2 separate regions of the Canis lupus genome follow, and region 1 is linked to region 2. Evidence: chromatin contacts called from public Hi-C data. All regions are on one chromosome and are shown on one strand. Each heading gives the region's core, a stretch centred on a gene start, on an enhancer-like site or on the middle of the called end of the contact. The rest is flanking DNA. Distances are from core to core; before and after follow the strand shown. Region 1 holds the start of AKAP8L (A-kinase anchor protein 8-like). Region 2 overlaps CYP4F22 (cytochrome P450 4F22).

The links. Hi-C and Micro-C count contacts between places; a contact is called where the count stands out from the background.
Region 1: a contact with region 2 is called in a Hi-C map of blood, with 6 times the contacts expected there. The contact joins the promoter of AKAP8L here to the enhancer-like site in region 2. A contact is called at or near these places in 2 of 9 Hi-C or Micro-C datasets (both in blood).

Annotation. Positions count from the first base shown.
Region 1 is chr20:47,182,612-47,187,196 of UU_Cfam_GSD_1.0, forward strand. It overlaps AKAP8L (A-kinase anchor protein 8-like), which reads left to right and starts at 2,635. Exons shown (of 15, transcript XM_038567017.1): 1 at 2,635-2,791. The coding sequence starts at 2,779. WIZ (protein Wiz) reads left to right here. Exons shown (of 11, transcript XM_038567012.1): 11 at 1-587.
Region 2 is chr20:47,122,027-47,126,252 of UU_Cfam_GSD_1.0, forward strand. All of the region lies in intron 1 of CYP4F22 (cytochrome P450 4F22), which reads right to left. Among named protein-coding and RNA genes, the nearest start is that of PGLYRP2, 13 kb to the right of the region's middle. Within about 2 kb of position 2,070, at least 3 of the 20 cell types and tissues checked have an H3K27ac peak or open chromatin away from gene starts, as enhancers often do. A contact at or near this core is called in blood, where this site is marked.

The DNA of each region.
Region 1 (4,585 bases), core at 1,385-3,884, 61 kb after region 2:
TCTGGAAACACCCCGGGGCAGGCGGCCAGCGTGTGTTTTTCTGTCGAGTGGACAGGCTGGCATCGTCTGGCAGCCGGGGCTGGAATCGAGCTGCCTCCTCCCAGAGCCCCCGGAGGCCCTGGGTTTTCCTGTTGGCCGCCAAGCTCACCAGACCCAGCTGGGGATGAGCCCAAGTTCCCAGCTGTTGGCTTTCAATGGCACGGTTGGTGGGGGGCTCTGGCTGGTTGGCTGGCTGGTGAAGCGGCTCCTGTAAGCAGAGGAGAGGAACCAAGACTCTGGGCAGCTGGTCTAGGAAGGGGGCCAGGATGAAGTGATGAAGCCGGAAGGGCTCTCCAAGGGCAGAAGCTGTCCAGGGAGGGTGTGGGGGACCTGCGTGGGGAGGGAGAAGTGCACAATTGCTGGCAGCCTTCGGAGAGCTGGGGCCAGCCTGCCTTCAAGACCTATGACTTGTCTGGAGACACAGGCACCCTGAACCCGAATCACACGAGGGGAAAGGGAGCTGCTGGCTCCATGATGTTATTTATTTTCTCGCTCTGCAAATGTTTATTGAACATTTCTGAGATTTTAAGAGATTTTGTTGGCTGCTCCTTCTTGTTTATTGCATGCGGTTTTTCAGCTCATCATTTTCACTTCAGTGGCCAAGGGCTGGAAAGTGGGAATAACCTCTTGGGGTGTAGACAGCAGAGGCCTCCTTTACCCTGAATGCTATTGCCCCAGGACCCCCATTGTGCCTCTGTCTGGGAGGGACAGGCTAACAAGCTGTGGTAACATGCCCACAAGAGTAGCGTTGGCCTATACTCTTGGCTTTTCTGGTCCTGAGAGGAGGTCAGGGCACACATCTCACTTGGTAGGAGAAAGACTCAAGCACTTCTGAACATCCCACACTGGGAGTGGGCATGTCTAAGACTCTGAAAGCAGAGGGCATCTCTGGGGATGAGAGCTGACCCAAAGGCACTTCCCCTTTTAGCTTTTTATCAGTTTTAAAAATATAAAAATGATGGAAGCTGGATTTTAAAAAAATTCAAATGGCACAAGACCTTATAAAGTAACATGGGAAGTTCCTTCCCATGAACACATGCAGTGATAGCTGTGCAGGTCCTCAAAAGGGTAGCCTAAGGTTCTTAGCACAGAGGAATCTTTTCCTAAAATTTTGAGCATGCTGCTTCTCTTCTCAGGCCGTTCCGTTTCAGAAGCAGAGCATAGGATGTTAATAAAATCACCCAATGAAGGTAAAATGATGGCTGTGGTATGTGCCATGAAGGAAGCTGTAGGGTCTATAAGAGGTGTCCAGGAGGCTCAGCTTTAATTTGGAGAACAGGCAGGCATCTGAGGGTAACACTGCAGTGAGCCTTAAAGCTGGAGTGCATATTAATCAGTTCTGTATGCTTCGTATTTGGAGTTTCTTAACACAGCATAAGCCTTGTCCCATGTGGCAGCAAACTCTGCATATGCCATTTAATAAGATTTCATCTATCAGTTACCAACTCAAGACCACAATCTCTTCAACTATAACTCACTACCCGCTTCCTTTTTTTTTTTTAATACCCCCCTTCCTTTTCCTCATCTGAATTATGGTGAATCACATCCTTATAATTATGTGAATCAATCTCTTAATATTTCAGACTCTCTCTGAAGGATAGGGACTTTTAAATATGCCATTATACCTAAAGAGATTGACACTTCGTTCATATCAAGACATCAGCAACACTGCTCATACTTTAAAACGAACTTGTAAAACAAAAAGCATATGTACAACAGCTGTTAAGTACCATTTTCAGTATCTGCTGCTCTGTCAAGTCATCTCTCAGAAGTTCTGAGAGGTCTCTGAAAGTGGATGCCACACAGCCAGTGAGGATGCTGAGGACACAGGGCTGGCGCCAGACTGCACTGCTACAGGAACAAACCCAGAGGGCTATAGAAGGGAGTTGGAGCTTTAGCACTTGTGCCAGGGACCTCGGGCAAGTCATGAATTCCAAACCTCAGTTTTATCTTTTAAATGAGAAATTCTTTTAAAAGGACCTTGCAGGAATGAGGGGAGCATCTGAGATGATAAACAGTACAAATATTACATATACAATATAAACATGCTATATAAATAAATCCATTATCATAATGCAACAATTAACCACAAAATGTAACATTTATTTAGAACCACCCCACCCCGCGACCCCACCTTGGACCTGTTTCTTTATATACATTGTCTCATACGTTTGAACTGGAGCCCAGCATCTTGCGTGATACTTAGTTGTAATTTTCATTCCAGCGAGGCCGCACGGTGCTCGTTTAGGAGCTGAGGGCCAGAGAAGTTAAGAAACGAGCTGGGTTTGCACAACACGTCCGTAGCGCTGCGGAGACTGGAACAGTGCCTCGGGCGGTAGTTCCGACTCCCTCTGGCGGTCCTCCAGGGCACCGGCGCTCCCCCCGGCCCGGTCGCGCTTGGGCCTCGGGTCTTCCCGTAGCACACGGCTCCGCCTCTTCGAAATCTGCAAGCTTCTGTCTCCCGGCCTGCTTCTTTCAGCCAATCACCGCGGGCTTGGGATAACGGGGGGCGGGGCCCTCACGAGATCGGCAGCGCCATCCGTCGCTAGCATGACAACGGGCTGGGATAGACAGCGCTCTCCTCCAATAGGAGTAAAGCCAGAGTCCGACGCGAGCCAATGGGGGCGGGGGGTGGGGCTCGGTTGTGTTAGAAGGGGCCCCGGGGATTGTCGCCGCTACCCCGGCGTCGGACGTGTCGGACAGCTGCCTGAGTCCTCGGGTGCAGTGTTCGCTGCCACCATGAGCTACACAGGTGGGCCCGCAGGGTAGGGGTTGGGCTTCGGCGGGGGAAGGACAGGGATGCGCCAGAGCCACAGCGGGCTCGCCCTCAGCTCCCCGGGGCCTGGACGCTGCCCTCTCTGCGGTCACAAAATGGCGCCGCGGGCCCGTCGCCTCTGGTTCCCCCGGCTCACGCCTTGGCGCCTCGTTCTCTGTGCTCCTGGCCTCGCGTCCCGGCCCGCCGCTGCCCGAGGTCCTGCCCTCGCGCCTGTGTCCGAGGGCCCCGCCTGCGCACCTGCGTTCTCTGCGCCCATCGCCTCCCCGCTTGGCCCGGCCTCGGACCTAGACGCCCCAGGTCGCCGTTGTTCAGGCCTCGGCCCGACACACGGGTCACAGGGCTGGGCTGCCGTCGCCATTGCCGCAGCCTCCCCCGCGCAGTTTCCCTGCGGAATGCGTAGCTGCCCACCTCCCGGCCCCTTTGTCTGCCCCAGGCCGGGAGAGGCGCCGGGCGAGGAGCGGGGGATCCGAGGGGCCGAGCGTGAGCCTTGCGAGGAATGACCGGCCTCTCCATTAATTCATTCACCATCTGTCGCAGTCATGGTGTCAGGTGCTGAACAGGCACGGAGACATGGGCAGGAAATCCTCTAGCAGCTTAGGGGCGGACCTTAGCAGGGAAACCAATGAACGTAGGATGTATTCCCCGGCGATCTGACGCCGAGGGGCTTGCTCGGGGGCAGTGGTGGGGTGGGGGTGAGTGGGATCAACGTATAAAGGTGACATTTGAATCAGAGACCTGAATGGGCTGAAGGGGTTAAGGATATCTAACCCGCGAGGCCATCGACATACAGGCCCAGGAGCAGAAACCGCCGTCAGGTTAGATCAGCTAGCGAGGCCAGTGGGATTTGAGCAAAGGGGAAGGTGGGTGATGAGATCAAAGAGGGGGCCCTGGGCTATGCTTGGACGCTTGTGGGGGAATTTGAAAGCACGCGTCTGCCTTGGCAGTAACACAGGAAGCTTCTCAGCCCCGGGGCCATAGACGAGGCCTCCCCATTTGACGGGAGTATTAGGCTTGAGCAGGTATGGTTGCTGGGTTACCTACATTCTGCTTGGAATGTTGGGGTCTGACGATGGAACTGGAGCCTTTGGGGCTGTTCCTTAGGCTACTTTATGTTGGCCTCAGCAGGGAAGTGATGCCAGGCCTCCCTCCTCTGGCCCCCAGGTGAGGAGCTTGGCAAGAATCCTAGTTTTTCAAGGAGCCATTCCTTAGGCCGGTGGTTCTCAACCAAGGGTGATTGATTCTTCTTCCCTCCACCTCCGCCCCCCAGTACATTTGACAACGTTTGGAGATGCTTCTGTTTGTCACCTCTGGGATTGGAGTTGCTACCATCATCCAGTGGATAGAGGCCAAAAATACTGCTAAACATCCTCTAATGCACAGGGCAGCCCCCACCACAAATAAATTATCCAGCCCAGAATATCAGTAGTACCAAAGTTGGACAACCTTGCCCCGGTCTTTCTGTAGCTTTCTGGTTCAGAAGGAAAGTCACTAGGGTAGTCGCTGACATCTCTGGAATTGAGATGTAACCCTTTTCACCAAGTCTTACTGAGCACTGGAAGATAGTTCTTTGGTTTTAGGAGCAGAACTGCTGGGGTGGGGGGTGGGGGACAAGGTGAATGGTTGGGTGCTATAGAGTAGCTTAATAATGGAGCATTTATATTTATGGACAAGGAGACTGAGTTAGTGGCCAGGTCTGAATTTCAACTCCAGACCTGTAGGCTTTAATTCTTGGTTTCCTGAGGGAGCCATGATAATGAGGTAATGATTACT
Region 2 (4,226 bases), core at 820-3,319:
ACCAGAAAAACGTGTGGAAGTGGACAAAGGAGGAGCATGGCAGGAGTGAGGGAAAGAGTTTTTCCTGGGCCTCCAGAAGCTCACAGCAGACTTTTTGGGGGCAGAGATAAAAAGAAGAGCAATCTCCTCAAACACTGTTGGTGAAGATGTAAAATGGTGCAGCCGCTATGAAAAACAGTTTAGCAGTTCCTCAAAAAGCTAAACATAGAATTACCATATGAGCCAGCAATTCCACTCCTAAGTATATAACCAAAAGAAGTGAAAACAGGGACTCAATGTCCCTGCATGTTCATATGTCCAAACATATTCATAGCAGCACTAGTCACAGTCGCCAAAAGGTAGAAACAACCCAACCATCCATCAACGGATAAATAAATAAATAAACAAATGTGGTCCATCCATATGCTGGAACATTACTCAATCATAAAAAAGAATGAAGCCCAATACACATGACCCCACGGATGAATCTCAAAAGCATCATGCTGAGTGAAAAAAGCCAGATTCAAAAGGTTGCACATTGTATGATCCCATTGCTATGAAATGTCCGGAATAGATAAATCCATAGAGACGGAGCACATGAGGGGTCGTCAGTGATTGAGGGACAGAGCAGTGAGGAGTGATGCCCATATCGAAGGAGAATGAGTACAGGATCTCCCCTGGGAATGATGGAAAAATTTTGGAGCTAAGCAGCAGGGATGTGGTCGCACAATATTTGTGAATGTACTAATGCCACTGAATTGTACACTTTAAGACAGTTAACTTTATGTTATGTGAATTTCACTTCAATAAAAAAAAAAGGGAGAGAGAGAGAGTTCCAGCAGGAAACGGAATACTCAAATGGGGTATTTTGAAAAGAGTTTAATAAAAGCACTATTTCAAAAAGATAGCACAGCCCAGAACCATTACCACCCCAGAGCCCTGGGACATGGGGCTATGGAGCTAAAGCAGTTGCTGGAAAAAAAATAAAAAATAAAAATAAAGCAGTTGCTGGAACCTGGACTTGATAGAACTATGTGCAAAGAGAGGACTGCCTGGCAAGAGCTGTTGGCTGAGGGACACAGGCAGCCTGTACGGACCACACAGGAGGGGAGAGGAGATGTTAGTGCTCTAGCCTTAGTCTCCTCTCTCTCTCTCTCTCCAAAGCCTGCTATGGCTCCCTATTTGGCCGAACCCAACCAGAAGTCATAAGACAAAGGTTGAGTGGTCCATACAAGTCGGCCTCCCAGGACACAAACTAGGGGGCAGAAGGGTGGAAACAAGACAGAAGATAAATCAGAGATTTGAAGCAAAGGACAGAGCAGTTCAGGGGTGTAGGCTGAGCGCAGGAGCAAACAGCTCCTTCCAATTCGTCACTTGCCACGCTCTTGCTCACTGCCACTTGCAACCCTTTTGCCAAACCCCTCAAGGCCATCCCTCTTATCTCAAAACGTTTGCACATGCTGTTCCCTCTGCTTGGAATTCTGTTCCCTCTCACCTGCTCGGCTAACTCCTACTTCTCCTTCAGCTATCAGCTCAAAGGCCATTTTCTCTGAGGGTTTCCCTAACTTCTGGGCTCAGTTCAAACCCACACTCGATGCAGCCACAGCCCCGGTGTGTCCTCAGTCCCAGCAAACTCACTCTTGGAATGGTTTGTTTAGCTGTGAGCTCTGTGCAGGTAGACGTGCTCCTTCTCACTCTCTGCCTTTTCCCTAGCCCCAGCTGGCACAGGGCACATATTCATTCAACAAACACCAAGTTCCCAGGGAGTACCAGGTGTTTTCTACAGTGCATATTCCTGCTTTCTGGAGATTCAATAAAGCATAACTAGAAACACATAATTTCACCCCCCCCCCCCCCAAAAAAAAGGTTATTCTATGGAATGTATGCTATGGGGGACAATTCAGCGAGATAATGAGATGAGGAAGGTCTCACTGAGGTGCTATTTGAGCGGAGACCAGACGCAGGGAGGAGTTTAACTGGAGAAAGAGCTGTCGGGGCAGAGAGCACGACCTGTGCAAAGACCCTGAGGCTGGACCCTGCCTGGAGAAACAGCCAAGAGCCCAGTGAGGGGGGAGCAGGGTCAGTGAGAGAGCGAGTGGGAGGAGACAGCGGCTGGAAGGTGACGGGACAGGTCGTGCAGGGCCTGATGAGCCACTGGGAGGGCCTGGGGTTTTCCTCTGGGGGGAAGGTGGCGCCGCGCGGGAGGGCGAGCAGGGGAGGAGGCGGACTTGGCGGGGCAGCGGGTGCCGACCTAGATTTGAGCGGCTCCCTCTGGCTGCAACTCAACGCGCCGCCTGAAGGGGGCGCGAGAGCGGCAGGAGGAGCCGGGGGAGGAGGCCGCGGCTCGGGACCCGCCCAGCCGCGCTGCAGGGCCTGCGTGGGCAAAGGGCGTAGAACTGGGGGTTCGCTGAAAGGTGCCGGGACCCGCCGAGGTGCGGGTGTGAGAGAAGGGGGAGAGTCAGGGGCGACGCCAAGGGTTTGGGCCTGGGCCACATCCGGACTGCCGTTTTCAACGGAGATATGAGACTAGCTAGGGGAGAAGGAAAGAAGGGATGGAAAGAAAGATGCCAAACGGGAAGAGATAAGAGATAATCGCAATAAGGGGCCCGGGGCGTTAGGTCACCCCATCGAGACGCGCGGCGAGAGGAGAGGCCCTGGTCCTCAAAAGCTAGAGAGGTGGCCTGCGAGTTCCGCTGGGGAGCAGAGAGCTGGGAGGACCGAGGTGCAAGGACATTGCCCGCCTGGGCCAGAAGACTGGGGGTCAGGTCACGCTGGAGGAGGCGTGATGCAGGGCAGGGGACAAGATTACTCCTGGACTCTGCCTGGAGGGACCCAGCCCCCTCCTTCCTCCACACACACCTGTCTCCATTTCCCCATAGTCGGTGGGGGAATTAATCTCCACCTCCCTCTACCTGGGCCCAGGGCTATGGGATTTGCAAAGTATAGGCTAAATGGTACCTCATTCCCGCTTCAGAGACAAGTAGGCTCCACCTTCGTGCCCCTCAGTGGGTCAAACTACTCACCCCTCAACTAATCAGGCTCGGCAGCTCCCCACATACCTCTACCTATCAGAAACAACTCTTTTGTCCCTCGGCCAATAAGAATGTCCCTTTAGAAGAAGCCTGTGGGTGTCTAGGCCTGGGTCCCCCTCTCACCACGATGCTCTAAGGCCTGGAGTACATCTCTTAGCATCTCTGTGCCTCTTTCTTTTCAACTGTAAAATGAGAGTGTTCATCTTCCTTCCCTCTTAAGGTGGGCCTGAGGCTCCAACCTGAAAGTGACCTCTGAGGAGAGATTAGAAGGGTTAGAAGCCAGATCCTGAAAGTTCTAATGTATGCACTACAGAAAGAAGAGGGAAGGGTTAAGGGTGCCCCCCAACAGAGGGACCAGAAGGAGAAGACCTATGCCTGGAAGTAAGGAAGTGCCTGGCCAATGCCTGTTTGGGGCACCGGAAGTCACCCTGCCTCTTGCTGTGCTGATATAAACTGTAGAACAGAGAGGAGGAATAAGTGGGTGGGGGCAGAGGTGACCTCCACCAGGGAATCAGTTGTGGTTCATGACCACAGGCTACCCCAGGCTGATTCAGCAAGACTCTCTGTTGTCAAAAGTCAGCTCCCCAAAGAGCAAAGCAACCGAGCAGCAAATTGCCCCCACCCCCAGAGGATCTCCCTTAGGAATCTCTCCTCCCTAGCTTCCAGAAGGGTTAAGCTTCAGGAAACTTCTCAAAAATGCTTGTAGGGTGGATCCAGTCAAACTGCTACGTAACTGTGACTTTTAGTGAGGTACTTTACCCCCCACCCAAGTCTCAGGCGACCACTTTTTTGTTGGTTTCATCCATCATAAATCAGAAGTATAATATAGGTTCCATCCTCCTCCTACATTACCATGTTGATTCTTCACAGTAAAGGAAGGACTTGGATTATGATCATTTATAGGTAGAGAGATGAAGGCTCCGAGGAAAGAAGCAACTTGCCCAAGTTGGGAGTTAAACACAGATCTGTCAGATTCCAGAGTTGGAGAGACAATGAATCTTTTTTTTTTTTTAAAGATTTTATTTATTTCAGACAGAGCACAAGAGGGGCGGGGCACAGAGGGAGAAGCAGACTCCCAGCTGAGCAAGGAGCCAAATGTGGGGCTTGATCCCAAGAGCCTGGGATCATGACCTGAGCTGAAGGCAGATGCTTAACTAACTGAGCCGCCCAGGTGCCCCTAAAGGGGTGCCCCAATCCTAATCCCCTCCTTAGCAA